Linked DNA regions of Sus scrofa: region 2 is linked to region 1. Evidence: chromatin contacts called from public Hi-C data. All regions are on one chromosome and are shown on one strand. The core of a region is the stretch at or near the end of the contact, and the rest is flanking DNA. Distances in the headings are between cores, read along the strand shown. Region 1 overlaps CC2D2A (coiled-coil and C2 domain-containing protein 2A). Region 2 overlaps BST1 (ADP-ribosyl cyclase/cyclic ADP-ribose hydrolase 2).

The links. A called contact is a pair of places that touch in the nucleus more often than the background predicts.
Region 2: a contact with region 1 is called in a Hi-C map of embryonic fibroblasts, with 3 times the contacts expected there. The contact joins two enhancer-like sites. A contact is called at or near these places in 1 of 5 promoter capture datasets (liver), 27 of 47 Hi-C or Micro-C datasets (adipocytes, alveolar macrophages, brain and 15 more) and 1 of 2 datasets of contacts at active chromatin or transcription factors (skeletal muscle).

Annotation. Positions count from the first base shown.
Region 1 is chr8:10,786,926-10,791,899 of Sscrofa11.1, forward strand. It overlaps CC2D2A (coiled-coil and C2 domain-containing protein 2A), which reads left to right. Exons shown (of 39, transcript XM_003128860.6): 3 at 849-932; 4 at 2,858-2,981. Among named protein-coding and RNA genes, the nearest start is that of CC2D2A, 10 kb to the left of the region's middle. Within about 2 kb of position 1,771, at least 38 of the 83 cell types and tissues checked have an H3K27ac peak or open chromatin away from gene starts, as enhancers often do. A contact at or near this core is called in embryonic fibroblasts and omental adipose tissue, where this site is marked.
Region 2 is chr8:11,019,146-11,024,116 of Sscrofa11.1, forward strand. It overlaps BST1 (ADP-ribosyl cyclase/cyclic ADP-ribose hydrolase 2), which reads left to right. Exons shown (of 10, transcript XM_003356861.5): 4 at 1,070-1,152; 5 at 4,526-4,602; 6 at 4,939-4,971. Among named protein-coding and RNA genes, the nearest start is that of BST1, 10 kb to the left of the region's middle. Within about 2 kb of position 2,841, at least 11 of the 83 cell types and tissues checked have an H3K27ac peak or open chromatin away from gene starts, as enhancers often do. A contact at or near this core is called in embryonic fibroblasts and omental adipose tissue, where this site is marked.

The DNA.
Region 1 (4,974 bases), core at 521-3,020:
AAAGTGTCCAAATGTTAGGAGGAGAAATGCTAATAAATTCGGTACACTTACAACTTCTGGGTTTATCTTACAACTTCTTTTACATCCAGAGGTGCTTGGGCCCTGGTTTGGAAAACCCTAGGACTAGAACACTTCAAAGATTGGAATTTGAGAGGCTTTGGCTCTCACATTGCATAACTAAAAGTTAAAAAGCCTAATTATGGAAAAAGAAGTATGCACGGTGAAAGGATAGCTCCCTTTGCAAAAAGACCTGCACCTCTTTCCATTAAATCGCAACTTCCATGGCGATTTAACATGTATCCTCATGATTCTCTATCTGATAGTGAAGCTGGGAAGCTGAAAAGCCCAACTCTGGAAAAAAACCCGTAGTATGATTCTGATGTCATCCCGCGCAGGGTCCTGTCCTGCCTCCAGGTCAGCACGCCTGTCCTGGCTTTCATTCATCCGTGACCTTCATTAGATTATGACTTTGAGGGAAGTCACTGGGAGTATCTCTGTGCCCCCAAGGCCTGGAACACAGTAGGCACTCAATAAATGCCCTGTGCAGTGAATGAGCACCTGGGGCAAGGGAAGCTCCAACACCATTTCATTGACAAGCTTTCCATTTGGAGTCAACCTTTCAAGAACACGTCTATTTGGAGAGACGATGATGGCTGCTGAGATGGGTCAACTGCCCTTCACTCACTTAACTTTAGTGGGTGGAGGCTCTGGAGACAGGCAGTCATTTTAACACCTAAAAACCACACCCCTCGTCCCCTCCTCCCATCCTTTCCCAACACACACACACACACACACACACACAGACACACACACCCAAGTGACAACTTATCTATTTGCATTTTAACAAGGAGTTTATTGAAGACGGTGAGGATGCAGGTGCAGGAAGACAGAAGAAGACCCCAAAGGTGCCAAGACAAAAAAGAAAGAAACAGGTAAGGAAATGTCAGAAGCACACGTCTGTCTGTCCAGCTGTTGATGAACCACCCACTGTACCCGGAGGGATCACATCTTCCTGTGGGTACCACCACTTGGCCCTTCTCTGGGAGAGGCAGGGATAGGAGTAGAGGGTCCAGGCCAAGGATCAGGTGTGGGGCCTTAGGGAAAACCCTCCCCAGGAAGCCAAGCGAGGTACCTGGAGCATTTTCCCTCTAAGGTGTTTCCCATCCCCTGAAAGAGAAATTTGGAAATGACAGAAAGAGCCCTTTTAAGTGCCATCATCAAAGGCCATACACTAAGACCGGCGGTAGATGGCACTGCAGGGTTACAAATCTTGGGGAACTCCCACTTTCTCCCACTCCAAGCTCGAATTCCACCTCAGTTTAAAACCAAAGGCCAACTCCCGTCTCCCTCCCGGGCCTGCTGGCAGTCCCTCCCCCGGCTCTGCTCTCCGCAGAAGTTGCCCTCCTTGGCTGTGAGCATCCCAGGGCAAGGTCCACCTTCTCCAGGTAAATAGATTCCCTCGGAAAGAAGTCCATCCTCTGAAGAGGGAGGCAGGGAGGGGTGATGTGCTGGGAAGAACCCCGATGCCAGCAGGGGAGGGAAGGAGGGAAGGAAAGCGCCATTTTGAGCCGGTAGCCACGTGATGGGGCTGCGGGGAGAGGGGAGACCCGGAAGGTGGGGAGGGCACGGGTGAGCCGTAGTCAGGGAGGAACCCCCTTTTCAGCTCACCCTTTCCCCATCCCCCAGGACACGGCCCTGGGGACCGGCTGGGGCCATGAGCCGCCTTTTCAGCAGCTGGGATGGAGCTACCCGGGGGAGAGCCCAGCAGGGGCGGGAGGTGGTACCCAGCCACGTGGCTGGTCCCTTTGGCCACTCAGGGAGCTTTAACCCTGTCCCACAGCAGTCAGTCAGAGCCAGGGGGTCCTGTGAGGCAGCAGAGAAGCTGATGCTGGTGGAAAGAGCTCAAAGCCCACAGGCACAGGCCAGCAGCGATGACCAAGGGCTAGGGGTATGGAGCTCGGACTGAACAGGAGAAGGAGGCAGAGAAAGAGGCAGAAACAGGGAGAAGGTAACCCCAGGTGTGGCACTTTCCAGAGACATCATGTCATTCACTGAACTGCACCAGAGCCCTGATCACAGACAATGTGCAGTCTTTGGGGCGTGGCAAGAAATCTGGAGTGGTGTTTCTTAACCCAGCGGCACTTCAGAATCACTGGAGGACTTTTTTTTTTTCCTTCAATTAGATGCCTCGGATCCACTCCAGGTCATTTATTTAAGTCAAAATGTCTGTGCTTTGCAAAATGCCTGATATAGAGCAGCAGCATCTCAGTGAATAGGCTATTTTTATTTCCCTTCTTTTCTGGATGAGCAAGAAAGTTAGCAAGTTCAATAATTTGCCCCAAAGTCCCATAGTAAATCTGATTTCGGAGCTGAGCCTCCGTCTGACCCAAAGGCCATCACTCACCTGGGGTCCTCTCTGCACCTTCAGCTCACCCGCCTGCTTGCCTCCTTTGGGGAAAGAGCCAGGCAGGGCCTGTTCTTTGCCCTGCATTAACCAGGGACCCTTTGACAGCTGTCTGCAAATGAGTTAGCTCTGGGATCAAACGGTTTGGTTGTGATTTTCCTGCTTCCCTTTTTCCGCACATTTCTACAGAGCTCTACACGTTATCCCTAGAAAAAGTGAAGATATTCATTTTATTTGGGGCGCCTCAGTCTTTCCCCCCACCCCAAGAAAGCTTTTAGAGAAACCCAGGGTCCTCCCTACCCCTAGAGGATGGGGGTGACGGCTAATATTGGCTATCTAGATCTGAGTCGTATGAAGGCCTGACCCCTTGCTAAGTGACCCACCTCATCCTGAGATAGGATCGGAGTCCTGATGAAGCCCTGGGAGTCACAGCCTCTGACCATTTGCCCACAGCTGCCAGAGGCTGGCCCCGAGGAAATGGTGTCTGAAACACCCCGTCTGGACGAGGAACAGGAGCCGGGGCAGGAAGGTTCTGATGCGCGCCTCCTGGGCTCGAAGACCCGACGAGGCCAACGGAGTAAGTGTCTCTGGTTCTGTTCAACCAGTATTTGCTAATCACCTCCTGTGATCAGCACGGAGCAATGTGGCGATTTTTCACGGGTGTTATTTTTGTGCATGTCTGCTGCCCCTCCAGCCTCAAGTCTGTGGGTAACTTCTAGGTTGGCATCGGTCTGGGAGACAGGACGCAAGCCCAGGACATGCTGATGTAAACACGGAAGTTTGGCAGCATTTGCTGAAACAGAAATGGTGCAGATAATCAAACGGGCAGAAATTCAAAGGCAGGTGAAATAGGAAGGCAGATTTGTCAATGACATGGGACTGGAATCAGATATTGGAAGACCTGAGGATGTTTCAGAGGCTCTCAGAGACCTTGCCCCTTCTCCTCCTCTTCCTCCCTCACCCCATCCCCCAACACACACACACACACACACACACACACACACACACACACACACTCACTCCCTGCCCCCTCCAGGGGCCATGGCCTGGATTTTGCAGCATTTACACTCCCTCCCTCGCTACAGTGAACATCGTTCACGATCTGCCCATTTAGGAAAATTATTACCCCTCTCTTGCTTTTCATGAAAAGTGGATTGGACCACAGGAGAAGCTGTGTTACACTTCTTAATGGTTACATAATTATTACGCAGTCGTTACCTTATTTCCCTGTAGCTGAGCTGGGGAATAAAGTAACTATGAGAAATGAGAGGGATTTGAAAGCAAGGGATGGGAAGTCCAAGCCTAAGAAAAATGGGGTTCCCACCCAAGAGCAGTGACACAGTAGAACTGTTACAAGTTTGTAAAGCAGAACCAAGCTTATTCCATAGGGTTGTGTCCTTTTCTAAATGGACAAATTATTCATTATTGGATATGACACTATGTCTTCGTGGACTCAGGCTGTCCTAACAAAGGATACCATAGACTGAGTGCCTCTCACAACAGACAGTTGTTTTCTCACAATTCTGGAGGCTGGAAGTCTAAGATCACAGTGCCCGTGTGGTCAGTTTCCAGTGAAACCTCTTCCTGACTTGCAGGTGGCTGCCATCTCCCTGTGGGCTCACTTCCTAAAGGGACACTAATCCTAAAAGGACACTAATCCTATCATATCAGGGCCCCACCCTACGACCTCACTTAACCTTCATCACCTCCTTATAGGCTCTGCTCCAAAAATAGTCACATGGAGGCTTAGGGCTTCAATATATGAATTTGGTGGGGACTCATTTCAGCCTATAGCACCACGATGGAAAATTTAGGTAGTTACTTTAAAAGCAAGGGGGGAAAAATGTCAAAAGATTGTGTCAGGTTCTGTGGCATAATGAAAAGTGAGTTCTTTCCTTCTTCCCCGAATGAGGGAAGTACTCTTCACTGTCACCATGGGGGCAATGGTGGAGATCAAATCCAAAAAGGATGGGGCAGTCCCCCCTGTGGCACAACAGGATCACCCCCACAATTTATTTTCCAGTTAGAGGATGAGAGGGGACAAGAGAAGACAAATGAAAAAACAAAATGATAAGTACACAGTATGGCCAGTGGTGAGAAGTGCTACAGAGAAAGATAAAGAATTCTCTAGACATCTGGGAGTTCCTATGGCAGCTCAGTGGTAACAAAGCCGACTAGTATCCCAAGGATGGGGGTTCGATTCCTGGCCTTGCTCAGTGGGTTAAGGATCTGGCGTTGCCGTGAGCTGTGGTGTAGGTCACAGCCCTTGGATCCTGCATTCCTCTGGCTGTGGCATAGGCTGGCAGCTGTAGCTCCAATTCAACCCCAAGCCTGGGAACCTCCATGTGCCGCAGGTGCAGCCCTAGAAAGACCAAAAAAAAAAAAAAAAAAAATGTCTGGGAAGGACCACGGTGGAGGTGAGAGGAGGGGTTGCTAGCTTTGAAAGATCATCAGGGGAAGGTCATCTTTCCAGTAAGATGATGTTTGCATAGAGGCCTGAAGGACAGGAGAGACCCTCGGGCAAGGTGGCTTTCAAGCAAGGGGGTGCTTGGTCTGTTGAAGGAACAGCA
Region 2 (4,971 bases), core at 1,591-4,090, 230 kb after region 1:
GAGGGATCCTTTAACTAATTGTGCTGGGCTGGGGATCCAACCTGTATCCTGGCACTGCAGAGCCATCCCCCCAAACCTCCCAATTGCGCCACAGCAGGAACTCCTGTTCTTACAATTTTAAAATGGAAGACATTTTAACATCTTGTGCATTTTACACGTTATAAAATTTCTCTTTGGCATTCCTTGGTGGCTAAGCAGATTAAGGATCCGGCATTGCCACCGCTATGGCTCAGGTTGCTGTCAGTGTGATCCCGGCCCAAGAACTTCTGTGTGTGGCTGGCACCACCAAAAAAATTCTCTTTTCTGGTTAAGAACTGATGCTTTGTTGTTTTGTTATTCTGTATTCATTTTTTGTTTTTTGTCTTTTTATGGCTGCACCCGAGGCATATGGAGGTTCCCAGGCTAGGGATCTAATCGGAGCTACAGCTGCTGGCCTATGCCACAGCCACAGCAACACCAGATCCAATCCGAGTCTGCAACCTACACCACAGCTCACGGCAACGCCAGATCCTTAACCCACTGAGCGAGGCCAGGGATCGAACCTGCATCCTCATGGATACTAGTCTCGTTTACCACTGAGCTACAGTGGGAACGCGTGTTCTTTTTTTTTGTATTTACTTCCAAACCTGGGCTAAGTGGTGAAGGCATTTCTCCCAATAAATCCAAAAAATTTATATACTTTTATTTGAAAATATTTCTTTCTCTACAGGAGCCCTTGGTAGAGCTGGGCTAAGCGGTGAAGGCATTTCTCCCAATAAATCCAAAAAATTTATATACTTTTACTTGAAAATATTTCTTTCTCTACAGGAGCCCTTGATAGCGCTCCTGTAGAGAAATAACTCAGCTGTTTAGTGTTCTGCCTTCCTACATTTGTACCGAGCAAAATGACAGATGTCTTTGTATTGGAGATGAGTGTTCCCGGGCCAGGCTCCTTGTGGATTCGGTGGGCCGAAGGGGAACGTTAAGCCCATGCACATTATGCTGAATGAGGTTCAATATATTTTGTGAAGCCAGCAAATATCCATCCCTGATGGAATCTTGAAACAAAACGCATTTGTTTTCCCCGTAGGACTCGACTACCAGTCCTGCCCCACATCCAACGACTGCGAAAACAATCCTGTGGATTCTTACTGGAAAAGTGCCTCCATCCAGGTAATTGTAGGACAGATGGCGGGGTGGCTGAGCTGGTGCGGGGCCTTGTGACCATGGCACAGAGGGGTTCAGAGGCTGGACCATCGGGTCATAGCTTCTTGAGTCTCACTTGCTCCTTTGCAACATTCTGATTCCCCCTCTCTGCTCCATAAAGAGGTGAGGAGCTTAATGCAATGCCTGGCACAAAGGAGACTTCCTGAATATCAGCTCCAGATGAGGCTATGAAACAGTCATTATTACGATCGCATCGTGGTGGCTGTTAGTATTTCAAATCAAGGTGATGTTGATTTGCTATGTAAAGGGGGGTGACCCCTGCTTTAATAGGAGACCTTGCAACACCTGAGATCTAGGTGCTGGGGTCAGAAAGGTCCATGAGGCTGATGTAGGTGGGAGAGGAGGTGAGAGGAGACGGGGGATAAAGTGGAGACACAGAAATGGTCCCTCAACGTAGGTCTGTTTCTCAGAGAGGATGAGAGCCATCAGTAGCTACAGAATGCCAGGGATCCCAGCCTACGTTTTCTGTCACCTGCATTAGACCAAAGATTTCGAATAAAGAGGGTGAAGTTTTCAGTTCAGTGTCTGACACAGAGCCGCCTATTAACTGGTAGCTCTATCAACGAGGAGGCGGGTGGACCTCAGAACTCCACTCACTGCCACCAAGCCCCGTTCAGGGCTATCTGTGTCTCTTTTGGTCCCCTTTCCTGCTCTGGATCCCCAGGTGTCCACTGCTAATCTGAGGAGAGGGACTTTGTCAAACCCTCCACCGCAGCTGCAGTTTGGAACTAAACAGAGCGCCCGTCTCAGAGGCAGCCCTTATTCCTGCGCCCTCCTGCCAGTCAGTGGGAGCCCCCCATCAGCACCTGCTTCTCATAGGTTCCTTTTGGGGTCCAGGCTTCCAGCCGTCAGCCGGGGAGCTGCCTGAGCCCCTCACTGAGAAGTGGGAGGCTGTGCATCTGTCATCAACTGAGCATGGGATCACAACAACAGCTCAGGGGGGATATCAACCTTCTCCATACAAAGCCCGTATCTACCCAGCAGATCTGCCTGACTTCAAAGTGTGTGCTCCAAGCCCCATGTTACACTTGCCCCAGCTCTAGCATGGGCATCTAATAATCGTGCCCACATTTTTGAGCCCTTAGAATATGTTGGGTATCTGAACCTGCGGAGATACAGTTCAGGATAGTGAGGAGGAGAGGGTCGGAGCGGCAGCAGAGGCGTGTTCAGTGAGTGGTAAGTATCACCTTACAACAATCCTATGGGGTAGGGACTCAATACCCTTGTTTGACAAATAGGAAAAATGAGGCACGGAGAGACCAAGCAACTTAGACGTGTTACAGAGCTAAGGCGTGCAGCAGGCAGAGACCAAATTTTCAACCATGACTTCATTCAGCCTCACTGGAGCGGCATACTTTTTTTTTTTTTTTTAATGAAAAAAAAAAACATTTTCAGCATCAGTGTAAAAGCTTCCCAAGATAGAGACAGGCAACTTGTAGAAAGTCTAAATAAGAAAACTAATCATCCTTATTCCGGCCACCTAAGGGCAAATCCTTTGGCACAGCAATCGTCAGACCTTGGCATTTGCAGATTTAACCGTGACTGTTTGTGTATTTGGAAGGAATCTGAGACGTGTCTGACGTGGAGCAGATGGTTGACTTTGTGGCGGCTGGTACGGGGTGTTGCTCTGCTAGAGCACAAGCCCAGCCATGTGGATCTCTGTGCTGTGTGGTCGCTCTGGCCCCAAGCTGGCCTTCACTCTAGAATGAACATTTCATCAGGGAAATTACATGCTCTAGTGGTGTCCTGAACTGGAGATTTGGGAGTTTCTCTGGACCTGTCTCTCCCTTGGAAATTCCAGGGGTTGCCTAATATTCTCAGACTTCTGCCCATTCATTTCTTTTTCTTTTTTTGCTACATCCAGGCATGTGGAAATTCCTGGGCTAGGAATCGAACCCCTGCCACAGCCAGAGACCTGAGCCACTGCGGTGATAACTCAGGATCTTTAACCCACTGCACCGCAAGGGACATCTCTGCCCCAAATTGTTAGCCCAGTAGAGGTCATGCCCCACCCACCTGGTCTCACATAGGCTTTGGCTGGAAGCACTTCCTATGCTCTTGCAAATCTTTTGTAGACTTTTTTTTTTTAAGGCCACACCTGTGGTATATGGAGGTTCCCAGGCTAGGGGCGTAATCAGAACTGTAGCTGGCGGCCTACGCCACAGCCACAGCAATGCTGGATCCAAGCCACATCTGCGACCTACACCACAGCTCATGGCAATGCCAGATCCTTAACCCACTGAGCGAGGCCAGGGATTGAACCTGAAACCTCATGGTTCCTAGTCGGATTTGTTTCCCCGCTGCACCACGGTTGGAGCTCCTTTTAGTAAAGGCTGGCTAAGATTTCAGACATGTCTGTGCCATGTTTCCTTACCCTTCCCTGCGGTTGACTGTCGTCGATTGGTTTCAGACTGTGCTGCTCTGTATGGTTCTGTGCGCATCTCCGTGCACCGGCTGATGCTTTGTGCTGTTTACCAAGTATTTCTGGCTCATCTTCTGAGCATGTGTTTTGCACTCTCATTGTCTCTCGAGGTTACTTCTGTGTGACTGACACTGGCCCATAAGATGTGAGTAGGGGTGACCGTGTGACTTCCGGGTGGAAGCCTTTAAGAACTGCTCTGTGGATTTGCCCCTTTCTTCTCCCTTCACTTGATAACCAGTGAGTCTGCAGACGTGGACACTTTGTCGGCTGGGAGGACAAAATGGAGCAAACCCTTACGCCCCAAAGACAAAACCCTATGACGAATATGTAGTGTGTGCATGAAATACATCTTTCTTGTTAAAACCACTGTGCGCTTTTTTTTTTGACATGGACGTTCCCAGGCTAGGGGTCCAATGGGACCTGCAGCTGCTGGCCTATGCCACAGCCACAGCAATGCAGGATCCGAGCCATGTCTGCAACCCACACCACAGCCCAAGGCAACGCCAGCTCCCCAACCCACTGAGCAAGGCCAGGGAACGAACCTGTACCCTCGTGGGTACCAGTTGGGTTTGTTACTACTGAGCCACAGGGAACTCCAAAGCCACTGTGCTTTTGAGGTGGTTTGTCATGGCAGCTTATGTCAGTGTGTACCAGCTGATACAGCGTATTTTGGGGTAGTAGATTCCCAGACATAGAATTACGGAGTCGATGAGTTTGTGACATTTCAAAGCAATTTCCTTTTCGAGATATACTCATTTGCATCCCTTCAACTCTATGAGATGCTAAATTTATCACATCCTTGCCAGTACTGAGAGTTAAGAAAAAAAAAAAAAAAAAGACCATTTCATAGCCGAAAAATTGTCTTAGATTACTCAAAAGACCTGTTTGTTTTTGCAGTATGCAAAAGAGAGTTCTGGGGTGATCTACGTCATGCTGAACGGTTCAGAGCCCACAGGAGCGTATCCCGTAAAAGGGTAAGAATGTAAACAGCAACATAAACGACAAAGAGGCCAAAATGTGGTTTTTGTTGTTTTGCATGGAGGCTTCAGAGAATCCTCCTAAGGCTCGCTTTTGTACGTTTGTTCAGCTGGAGCAAAACAATTGAATCACCTGAGATCAGAGCCCGTCTATGTCTTTATACCTCTAACTGCAGATGAGTGCATGAAAGAAATAAGCAACCTAAATATTAAAGCTAAAAAGCAACCCCCTGAAGTTTTAAAACAAAAGTGATATGTAAATCAACTAAAAATGATAGGGGAACAGTATCGTATGGCTTTTGGACTTTAAGAAATGTCTTTCCTGTTTCTCAGGTTTTTTGCAGATTTTGAAGTTCCCAACTTACA